Linked DNA regions of Mus musculus: regions 1 and 3 are each linked to region 2. The links are chromatin contacts, called in public HiChIP or PLAC-seq maps. All regions are on one chromosome and are shown on one strand. The core of a region is the stretch at or near the end of the contact, and the rest is flanking DNA. Distances in the headings are between cores, read along the strand shown. Region 1 overlaps Nav2 (neuron navigator 2). Region 2 holds the start of E2f8 (E2F transcription factor 8). Region 3 overlaps Nav2 (neuron navigator 2).

The links. HiChIP or PLAC-seq counts read pairs in DNA pulled down with a chosen protein or histone mark.
Region 1: an H3K27ac HiChIP or PLAC-seq map of stem cell-derived neural progenitor cells shows a contact between it and region 2, with 3 times the contacts expected there. The contact joins the enhancer-like site here to the promoter of E2f8 in region 2. A contact is called at or near these places in 3 of 39 promoter capture datasets (cranial neural crest, hippocampal neurons and liver), 2 of 484 Hi-C or Micro-C datasets (muscle stem cells and myocytes), 4 of 115 datasets of contacts at active chromatin or transcription factors (embryonic hindbrain, embryonic stem cells, hepatocytes and 1 more) and 1 of 9 other capture datasets (macrophages).
Region 3: a contact with region 2 is called in an HNF4G HiChIP or PLAC-seq map of pancreatic cancer cells. The contact joins the enhancer-like site here to the promoter of E2f8 in region 2. A contact is called at or near these places in 4 of 39 promoter capture datasets (cranial neural crest, hematopoietic stem and progenitor cells, hippocampal neurons and 1 more), 2 of 484 Hi-C or Micro-C datasets (bone marrow-derived macrophages and embryonic stem cells), 2 of 115 datasets of contacts at active chromatin or transcription factors (embryonic stem cells and pancreatic cancer cells) and 1 of 9 other capture datasets (embryonic stem cells).

What each region holds. Positions count from the first base shown.
Region 1 is chr7:49,374,184-49,377,446 of GRCm38.p6, forward strand. The region is part of intron 3 of Nav2 (neuron navigator 2); the gene reads left to right. Among named protein-coding and RNA genes, the nearest start is that of Gm51448, 25 kb to the left of the region's middle. Within about 2 kb of position 1,613, at least 23 of the 459 cell types and tissues checked have an H3K27ac peak or open chromatin away from gene starts, as enhancers often do. A contact at or near this core is called in muscle stem cells and stem cell-derived neural progenitor cells, where this site is marked.
Region 2 is chr7:48,879,345-48,882,312 of GRCm38.p6, forward strand. It overlaps E2f8 (E2F transcription factor 8), which reads right to left and starts at 1,697. Exons shown (of 13, transcript NM_001013368.5): 1 at 1,317-1,697; 2 at 934-1,057. The coding sequence starts at 948. Gm2788 (predicted gene 2788) reads left to right here and starts at 1,956. Exons shown (of 2, transcript NR_155436.1): 1 at 1,956-2,173. LOC115486422 (a long non-coding RNA gene) reads left to right here. Exons shown (of 3, transcript XR_882082.2): 3 at 1,177-1,280.
Region 3 is chr7:49,330,433-49,333,703 of GRCm38.p6, forward strand. The region is part of intron 1 of Nav2 (neuron navigator 2); the gene reads left to right. Among named protein-coding and RNA genes, the nearest start is that of Gm51448, 19 kb to the right of the region's middle. Within about 2 kb of position 1,874, at least 39 of the 459 cell types and tissues checked have an H3K27ac peak or open chromatin away from gene starts, as enhancers often do. A contact at or near this core is called in pancreatic cancer cells, where this site is marked.

The DNA.
Region 1 (3,263 bases), core at 363-2,862, 490 kb after region 2:
GGTGTTGCTTTGACTGACTGAATATGTGTGCCTATACACACACGTGCATGCATGTATGTGCATGGAAACATTCACAGAGCGAAAGTGTCTATACTCCTGCCAGAGTACTATTCGAGAATGTGCCAGCCAGCATCTCTAGCTTCCTAATAAGTTTATCTCCCTGTTGGGCTCTAGTTAGGGTGATCAGTGATGACCCTCTGCTGCTGTCATCACTGACACCAGCAGTTTTGGTAAAGGGAAGATGACGCACAGTGAGGTGAGACCTTGCAAAAGATATTCTACAGGGAGGGTGAGTGATTCTCCCAAAATATGGAAGAAGAATATCCACCAGGAGCCTCTATGATGCAGCTGAAGAGAAGCAAGTGTTCCAAGCAGGGGGCTGATTCATCAGCTGGTCAGTGAGCTTCGCAGGAGGAACGAGCCTGGAAAGCAGGGCACCATTGCCTCTGTTTCCAGTGACCTGCCCACAGCTAGCTTCTTGTCTAACCACACCAGAGCCCAAAGTCCCACTCTCTTTCTTAGTAAGAACAGACACTGCAAATAGGCTGGAATTCCAGGGGTAGTGCCATGGGGCACAAGAGACATGACATTGCATCCTAATGGCCTGTCGGTCAGCAAACAGTCACAAAGTGTCTCCTGGTGAGCTACGGCAGGTGAGTAACAAGCAGCAAGAAGTGGTCTCTCCTCACAGGACAGTCAGGTGTGTGGGCAAGAGACCAGAGGACAGGACGCTAGGACTCGGGAGCCCACCCTTCCCCCAGGAAGGTCATATCTGAGGCCTCAAGTGTCTGCTCTTGTCCTGCTGTTCTGTGGTAAAAGGCATGGCTTGGAAGAGCCCAGGGTATGGCAGAACTCATAGGCATGGAGGACAGTTCAGGCCTGGGATAAGTCTCCTGCTTTTTCTACCTCCTAGATTGCTGCTTCTGGGATCAGTCTCAGAGTAAAGCTTTCTGAAGGAAAAGATCCAAGGCTGTCAGCTTTGATGGCAGTTCAGTCATGGGGGGTCTAGGAACAGCTGGAAGGAATTGTTGATTTCTCACGTCAGCGTTAACATGTACCTGGATGGTATTTGGTTTTAAGCCCTTCTGTGCTGGGATATTCGGTCCTTCAGATTGGCTGTGGTTGGTGTGGCACTGCCCTTTGCAGGTAGAAGTCTAAGGGGCAGGTTTTTCAGTACTATCCCCAAGACTCCACCCTCATTTTCCAGCATCCATAACCCTTCCAAAAACAAACTTGACAGTGTTGATAGAATGAGGGCTTGATGTGTCCAGAGCAAGCCTGACTTCAGCTTGTTCTTATGAAGTTTGTTAACTTCAGTCTAACTTTGAATCGTTTAGAGCCAAATCCTTGGACATAGAGCTCTAGAAATATTCTCCACCCCACCCCCCAGCCCCTGCCCTCGGACCAAACATATCCTATTGACCCTTTAGTAAGTTTGTGTGTGCGTGCGTCAAAGCTGGTAGAAATGTTTTTGTCTGTGTGATGTTGCCATGGCAACCAAGAGGGCATCTCTTTGGTTTTCAAAGGATTTGTTCAGCAGAATTAAGTGTTACTTTGGAAGGGAAAACATTTCTTGGAGCTCGGCCAGCGGGTGCTGAGCGGCCACTGGGTCACTCCTTCTCGCCTAGAACTCAAAATGCCCCATGAGACCTCAGGGGGTTTGTTCCCTGTGGAGCCTTGGATGAGCCAGTGGCAGGCAGTGTTTTTCTCTTTTAAGCAACTTGGCTTTCTGTCGTCCTTTAGGGGAGGCATAGAGCTGGGCCCTTTTAGAGAGGGGACTTAACACCTGCTATTCCCTTCAACCTGGCCTCCACTCCAGTGGCCTACTGGCCGCTCTGTGGGTCTCTGGGAATCTTTTTCTCTCCCCCTGGAATATCTAGCCTGAGGGCTGCCTGGGTTACAAGCCAGGAGGTTTAACGTCTTTCTTCAGTTCTGAGGCCTGGAACTAATTTTTTAATCTTTGAAGCCTTGAGTTTCCTGTTCTATGAAGTGGGAATGATAATAACTCACATAAATTTTATGTGTGCATGTGTATGTGTGTATGTGTGTGTGTGTGTGTGTGTGTGAACTAATTAGGCAATGAAAATTGTGATAGTTTGTAACTTGATTTTTGGCTATTTTGCAGGTTCTTTCTTCTACCTTTCTCCACCCCTCTTCTTCCACCCTTTCAACCCCCTAACACTAGGGAGAAGAGAAAAAAGGATAGAGGGGAAAGGGGGCAACCATATCATTAGGCTATTTCCTGCTGATTAGGGTGTCAAATTCCTTGGAGCAAGTTTGATCATTTCCATCACAATATCTAATTTTTTCTTTTTGTCTCTTCAATGACGATGACTTGACAAACTGCAACCAACAGCATCCAACCACCAACCAGCCCACCATCCCCTTCTATATGGCTCTAGCATTTATATAGCCTCTGAAAATTCCCAGCATTCCAACCATCATACACTCGCAGAAGCTATCTGCAGCTGGCAAACCCACATCCCTGCTAAAGCACGAGGCAAATCATAGTCTCCTGCTGTGGACAATCTGAAGCAGCCCCATATCCCACACCTGGGATTAAAAGAAAAACATATTCCCATGATATTTCTGGGTTTTTTTTTATTATTTTAAGAAACCAGAATTCTCACTACAATAGTTGACAATAATTAAGATGGCAAATACACTAAGGTGGACAGTGTTTGCTGCAGGTACTGTTAGAGTGTTGGGTAGACACCCTTTGTTCACTCTTTGCAGCCTACAGGTGAGCTTGTTCCCTCCTTCCCCTTGCCTCCTTGATGGTTTCCATGGTGATGACACTGATGCTGATGCCATCATTTAGTGGTTCAAGTCTTTAAGGATGAAGAACACTTGGGAAATTGGAGGAAAACTGCCAGTTCTCTCTTCCTCAAGTGGTAATGACCCAGACCCAGAATGTTGCATACAAGTTAGCAGATTGTTGCTCTCAGAGATTGGCCCAGTGTCCTTTAGAGCTCCAGAAACCTCAGGCTAACCCAACACCCCTCTTCCTTCTCAGAGCATGCTCTTGCTCCTGACCCTGCCCTGTAGAAAATGCTAATATCTAGGTTCCCAAGTCGGAGTCTGCACTTAAGTACAGATGAGGGGATAGCAGGACTTAGCACACTTCCAAGGGAAGAACCCCACCACCACAGTGTGTAGACCCCCCCCCCCGTTCACAAGTGGTAAGAGCTAAGTTGCTGCTCCAAGAGAAGTAGGCAGCTTAGGGCAGGCTCACCCTGGCCAACCTTTCCCATGGCCAGCAC
Region 2 (2,968 bases), core at 447-2,946:
CCCGCCTACCAGCAGGACTTCTGACCAGAAAAATTTGCTTTCAACATCAACGCTTGAGGCACAGATGCAGAAAATGGGACCAAGGGAAGTAAGGTTAGCCATTTAAGGCCTCAGAGCTAGTTTCTGCTATGGTAAGTTAGCACTTACCTACACTGGTAAGTTAAGAGCAATTCATATAGATAGTAGAGACTGGGCCCCCTTCACTTTTAGACACCAGGCAGTACACCATTCTTAAAGAAAGGGATTTGGAAGGCAACAACTCAGAGAACAGAGATACACTGTTTCCTCAGTAACTTTGGGAGCCCGGGTTAACAATCCTCTATTACAACCATGAAACTAAGGGCTCAGTGTGTATTTCTGCTGAATCTGCTACTTAGCAGACGATGATGCGAGGCAGAGGGAGGTCACATGGGGCTGGCACCTGAATTTTCAGTTCAGTATGGTGCCCTCAGGAGGTGCTGATCCAAGGGTGGGGTTTCAGTGAACACTGCCAAGGACAGCATTGAGCTAACATCTAAATGCTTCCAGGAGATCTGTCAGGAACAGCATTTGGAGGCCCAGTAGGTTAAAGGGCTGACATTTTAAAATGTTATCTTACAAAGAAATCCAGTATCAAATTATGACCTTTGTGAATTCCAATGGTTCATGTAAATAACATATACATAATTTTTTAAGCACAGAAAAAACCCCAAAGCTTTTTCCATATATATTAAATTTATATTAAACTTTTGAAACAAAAAGGTTACTTTAACCCTGGACAACCCTATTCCTCTTCAAAAATTAAAATTTCCTTCTGGATTTCTGTAAAAGTTAACCAAAAGGATACAGCATTCGTGACTATCAAACGAAAAATTTAAGAAAACTTATTAACGAAAAACTCAGGATGATACTTCATTTGACATTGCAACAGTATAGACTGGACTTTAAAAATACCTTTTGGTTCTCCATTTTGTCAATTCCTCATACATTTAGTGTGTCTTTAAAAACGAAAAATCTGAAGTTCCTCCCCAAGTTCCAGTGGTTTAAGTAGTCCAATCGATTAAAGTTTTTTACTATCCTTAAAAGGAAAAAAAGTAAAGCAAGAATTAAGAGCTGATGAAAATGATTCACGTACACAAGAGCCCCCGGAAACAAACAAAAAATGACAAACCAGGTTTATTTTTGCCTTGAGGACAGACATTGCCTCTAGGCAGACCGCGCCAACAGACAGCAGTAAATTCCTCCATCAAACCCTTCTGTCACGAGACTTCAAGCAAACACAGAATCTACAGTGACAGTCCTCTCTCAGGTTCGAGATGGCTGTAGCAAGCACCCACCTGTGCACTGATCCGGGCTGCGGACGGAGCGCACGAGCCCGGGTTCCGATGGAGCACGCACCGAGCCTGCATCGGGGGAGATGCTGAAGTTTCTCGCCTGACACACACGTGCACAGGCTCAGAAGGAAGGACTTGTGAAGTGGCCTGAGAACAACCCTCCAATTCAGCCTCTGCGCTCTAAGCGCACGACCGGGCATTTACAAAGGGCTTTGGGATCTTGACCCCCTTTTTCAGGCTTCTTTCAATACACGAAGTACTGGGGCGAGGGAAGGATTCCCTAGGTGCCGAAATCACCGCGATGCCAAAGCGCACCGTACGCTGCGCTCCCGGTCCCAGGTACAGTCCCCAGCAGTAGCCCGCGTCCCGCCCGGCGCAAGCACTGGCTCCTCCTCCCCGCCAACTGCACCGCCCCCGGGGGCAGCCAGACAGCATCTCACGGTTTCCAGGGCGACGGCTCCGAGCCAATCAGTAAGCCCGGTGAAGGCCTGCGATTGGCTAGAGGTCCCCAAGGCGGGGCCGGACCTTCCGCCTTCGATTTAAAAATTTGGCGCGGAAAGCGGGACCGTAGCTGGCACCGCCCCCGAGTGCGCGGGGCTGGAGCGCGGGCGAGCCCCTCCCCCGCCCTCTGCGCGGGAGCTCGGCTCCTCCCCACGGGCCCCGGCGGGGCGGGAGGCGGGAAACGGCCGCCTTCACCCTGGCCTTCCCGGGATCCCACAACCCCGCCGCAGCAGTCTGCTCCCCGCTCACCTGTCAATCCTCCTTCAGAGCTGACGGTCCGGGGTGGCCCCGAATCCTGGCTGCGCGTCTCAGGGAGCCAGCGCGTCTCAGGGAGACTCGCTTAGCCCCGCCGCGCAGAGGTGGGTGCCGGGGGCGCCACCGGGGCCGGGGCTGGGGGGGGCCGGCGGGCGGGCCGCGGGAGCGTGGCCGTCCAGGAGCAGTCCAGCCCCCGATTTGAAATTAACCCGCTCCCGGCGCGAGCCGCTCCCGCGGGCGCGGAGCCTCCCCTCCCCCACGCCCGCTCTCCCGGCCCGGGGCCCCGCGCGCCAATCCGCGCCTCTGCACTGCCGCCGCGGCGAATCAGACTGTAGGCACCACCCTCCGACCCCGCCTACAGCCAGACTTGGGGAAAAGTCCTCAAAAACTTTTCCTTTTTCTTTTTTCCTTTTCTTTCTTTCTTTCTTTCTTTTTTTTTTTTTTTCTTTTTGCAAACACCATTTATCCGAGATCGAAGTTGGGGGATGAAATTTGGCTGGTCCAGAGCTGGCTGGCTAGGACTCGAGGGCTCCCCGCCATCCCCAGCTTGGTGCCACGTCAACCGGGTCTGCTCACCTGCCCTCTGGACCCTAGCGACACCGTTCCCTCTGCGACCCTTTGCATGACTGCTTAGCAGCTTCTGCTCCACGGTTTCCAGAAAGAAACGTGTGAGGAGGAAAGAGCTTCGTTGTCTGAAGCCCAAGGATGCGGGGCGTTGGCCGATCTCTGAACACGCAGGTGTGGGAGGAGGGAGAGAAACTCAGAAAACCCGCCAAGCCTGTCCCCAGTGTCCTGCGTCTGCCGATCCCCTCTTTGCTCTTTCCCGCTTTTCTTCCTTTTCCTTTTATGAGCTTCTGACATCGGCCTGGTATATCGAACAGGTCAAGGGAATTTTAGAG
Region 3 (3,271 bases), core at 624-3,123, 450 kb after region 2:
CTTGGCCGAAACCAGCAGGCTGGCACTTCTCCCTCTGCTCCCTGCGGGTCACCCATGAAGCATCTCTCTTTGCTGTGTGGGCATGAGCAGCATGGAGCTGAAGTCTCCCACTGCCCACCCTCCATATACACTGCTAAATGTCAAAAGCTTTGTCTTCACAGCCTCCTTCCTGTCCCTCTTTGCTTCACCTGGTCTCTCTCTGTCTGTCTCTGTCTCTGTCTCTGTCTCTCTCTCTCTTTCTCTCTCTCTATAAGGCTTTTCTCTTCCTAAGCAGAGTGCAATGTGGCTGGCCAGGATCTTTGACTTCTTCTGAAGCAGTTTAGGACTCCGTATGTGAAGATACAACCCAGGGACCACAGTAGCCCTATGGGTCAGGAGGCAGGATGACTACGTTGAAGACCACTATAGGAGGATGTGGGGGAGCTGGCTTATGGCCATCTTCTGGAGGTGGAGGGGTGGTTGCAATAAAAATCAGGTCTTTGCTTTAATTTTAGCAATTGCCTTCAGAGTCAGGGGTGGGGTGTGCACTTGAAATCCAAGCACTTGGGAAGCAGAGGCAAGAAGACTGAGAGCAGAGAGTTCAAAACCAACCTGAGCTACATAGTGGCACTCTGTGTCAATAAATAAAACAAAGCAAAGCCACTTTCAGCTTTACCCAGCCTCAGCCTCTGTTGGGTAAGAACAGAGGGCAGTAGAGGGAGAGGGCGTTTCATGGACATCTGAAATGCATTTGTAAGACAAAGACTCACAACCACCCAGGCACCTTGCCACTGTTTGGTTCTAAAGGCTGGGGTGTTCACCGCTACGTTTCTTTCTAGGATCCACACTCAAGTCAACCAAGGGAAGCTTTCCAGGAAGAATATCCAGCAGCCCATGGGGCTAAGAAGGTTCTTCATGACTTGATGTTTGGGAAAACTTAGCATGGAGGTCAGGCTTAGGATTCTATGACAAGATGTCAGCATTGGGCCTGAGCATTTGAGAAGCCCCCTTCTGTGTCTCAGGACCGTCTGACTCTGGGTGCAGGGAGGTGCTGTGATATTCATTATATGGGAAAGGTCCCCTAGTAGATGGGGCCACGTTGACACAGAGACTACATCATTGCAAGTCTCTGTGGTCAGTGGGCTGGCCTCCTGTTGGCATGTCTTTTAAATAAGACAGTGTTCATCTTGGTTTCTTATGAATGATGGATTCAGGAGCAACCCAACGAAGCAGGTAGACCTCGTTGTAGTCGTGTTGGTTAGGAGCAGGACATCAGTGTTTGTTCATCCTGAGAAACAATTTTGGGCAGCAAGGCATAGTCACCGGGGACAGGCCATCGGTGGAGTCTTTGTTGTCCCACACAGGCTTCAAGCAAAGTGTTAGAGGCACAAATATAGGCTGTTCTCCAACCCCAGTATCCATTAACCCTGATTGGAGAGCACAGACAGACGTGTGCAGTGGCTTCCTGTCTGCTACAAGCAGCCCTTTAGATCACGGAGAAAGGCCATTGCTCTCTAGTTCACCACACCCTCCTGCAGACAGTTGCATATTCCAGACAGGGCTCTATCTCCTCCAGCATTGCCGCATCTCATCTCTTGCAAGATTTCATTAAAGCTCCTCCAGGGGGGATTGGAGTGGGGAGTTACTGTGGTGGGAGATTACCAAGGTCAATCCTTCTGCAGTGCTTTCCCTCCTGCTCATTCTTGGCACCAAAATATTCCCAGGCGAGCACATTATGCTGGTGTCATGTATCAAAACTATATAACAGATTCACCAGGCATCTGCTGAACCGAGACACTGCCCCTGATTGCAGTGAGTGTAGTGTTGGCCTTGGGAGTATGGACGAGAACTGCTTCCTCTAGTGAGTGCCAGCTCCCCATTAGCTGAGAGCACCCATCACATAGGAGAGACTGCTGGGGCTGCTCTGTCTAGGATCAGGTTAGAGGCCACGAAAAGACTGAACTGTGGAGCTCTTCATCCTTCCAAGCTCTCTGCTGCATTAGTGGGAGCCACGCTTCACGGTGACTCCATGTGTGGGGGTGGGTCCTCTTGTGAGGTTCAGGAGTCACTGCCATCTCCCGGGTGCCAGTGTCCTCCCTGTGAAATGGGACAGCAATCCTTTCCTCACAGGGCACTGTGAAGTTTCCCTGAGGTGCCACATGTGGTAGATCGGAGTTCTGGTGCATGAGGGAGTTGCCAGACACACAGGAAGTCACTCCCTTACAGACACACAAGTGAAGGATGACACACGGGCCGGGGAGACCATCACTCTCTCCTGCTTGGCAGTGGAAAATCCCTCTGTACAACAGAACCAGTTTTACCTGCAAGCACGAAGGAGCCAAGTGGAAAATAAAATAACCGCAGCCTGATTGGTTTGGCATACGTTTCCTGGGCCTCACCCAATCTGTGGCTTAAAGGATTGGGAAATGGCCAAATAAACATGGGCCTTTGTCTAGGAATGTTTGGCCATGGTAAGGGGAAGCATGGGGTGCGCTAGGATTAAGGCTGAGGTGGCAGGTGTAATGACCATGGCCAGTTGGCTTAGTGACTTTTCTTAGTCACTTTCTAGTGTGTTTGGGTCAGTGTGGGAGGAGCCAGGCTTCGGGTGATTAGGGGAGGGTGCACATCTCTTCTGATCTGTGTAGCCTGCCCTGGCTGAAAACCTATAATAGGCATTCATCTAGTTTTATACAACTTTACCAAAGAAGACAGGATGGGGAAAGAACTCATTTTCACTTGTGTCTCCCAAATATACATCCAGTTAGAGTCCTGGAGTCATTTGTACTCTCTCTTGCCTACCTTGGTGCAATGGCAACCATGGTCCCCATTCCTCTCAGACATGACAACCTAATGCTTGGTTAATCACCAACAAACAATGGTCCAGTTTCGTCCTCTTGAAGTGCAAGGTGGATTTTATCCTGGTCAGCTTTCAGGGATCAGATCTGCGGGGTGGTGTTCAGGAAGGGTGCCATATAAATAGTATTGTGATAGCTATGACAGTCCATTTATTGGTGATGTTGAATGATAGATGGCAGAGTGGAAAATTATTCTTTGTGATTCATCAAACCCATCTTTTCTTCCTTTAGTCCTTCAGTTTGTCATCCATCCATCTGTCTATCCATCCACCCATCCACCCATCCATTTACTCATCTAGTACTTACTGTTACTTGAGTAGACAGTATCTGTAAAGCCAGTAGAAATAGTAACTGTAGGTCTTGTCTTCAGAGACCTTAACAGGTGCAATAGAAGTTAAGAAAAATATAGATGATATGATGAAAAGGGCAAGATTTAT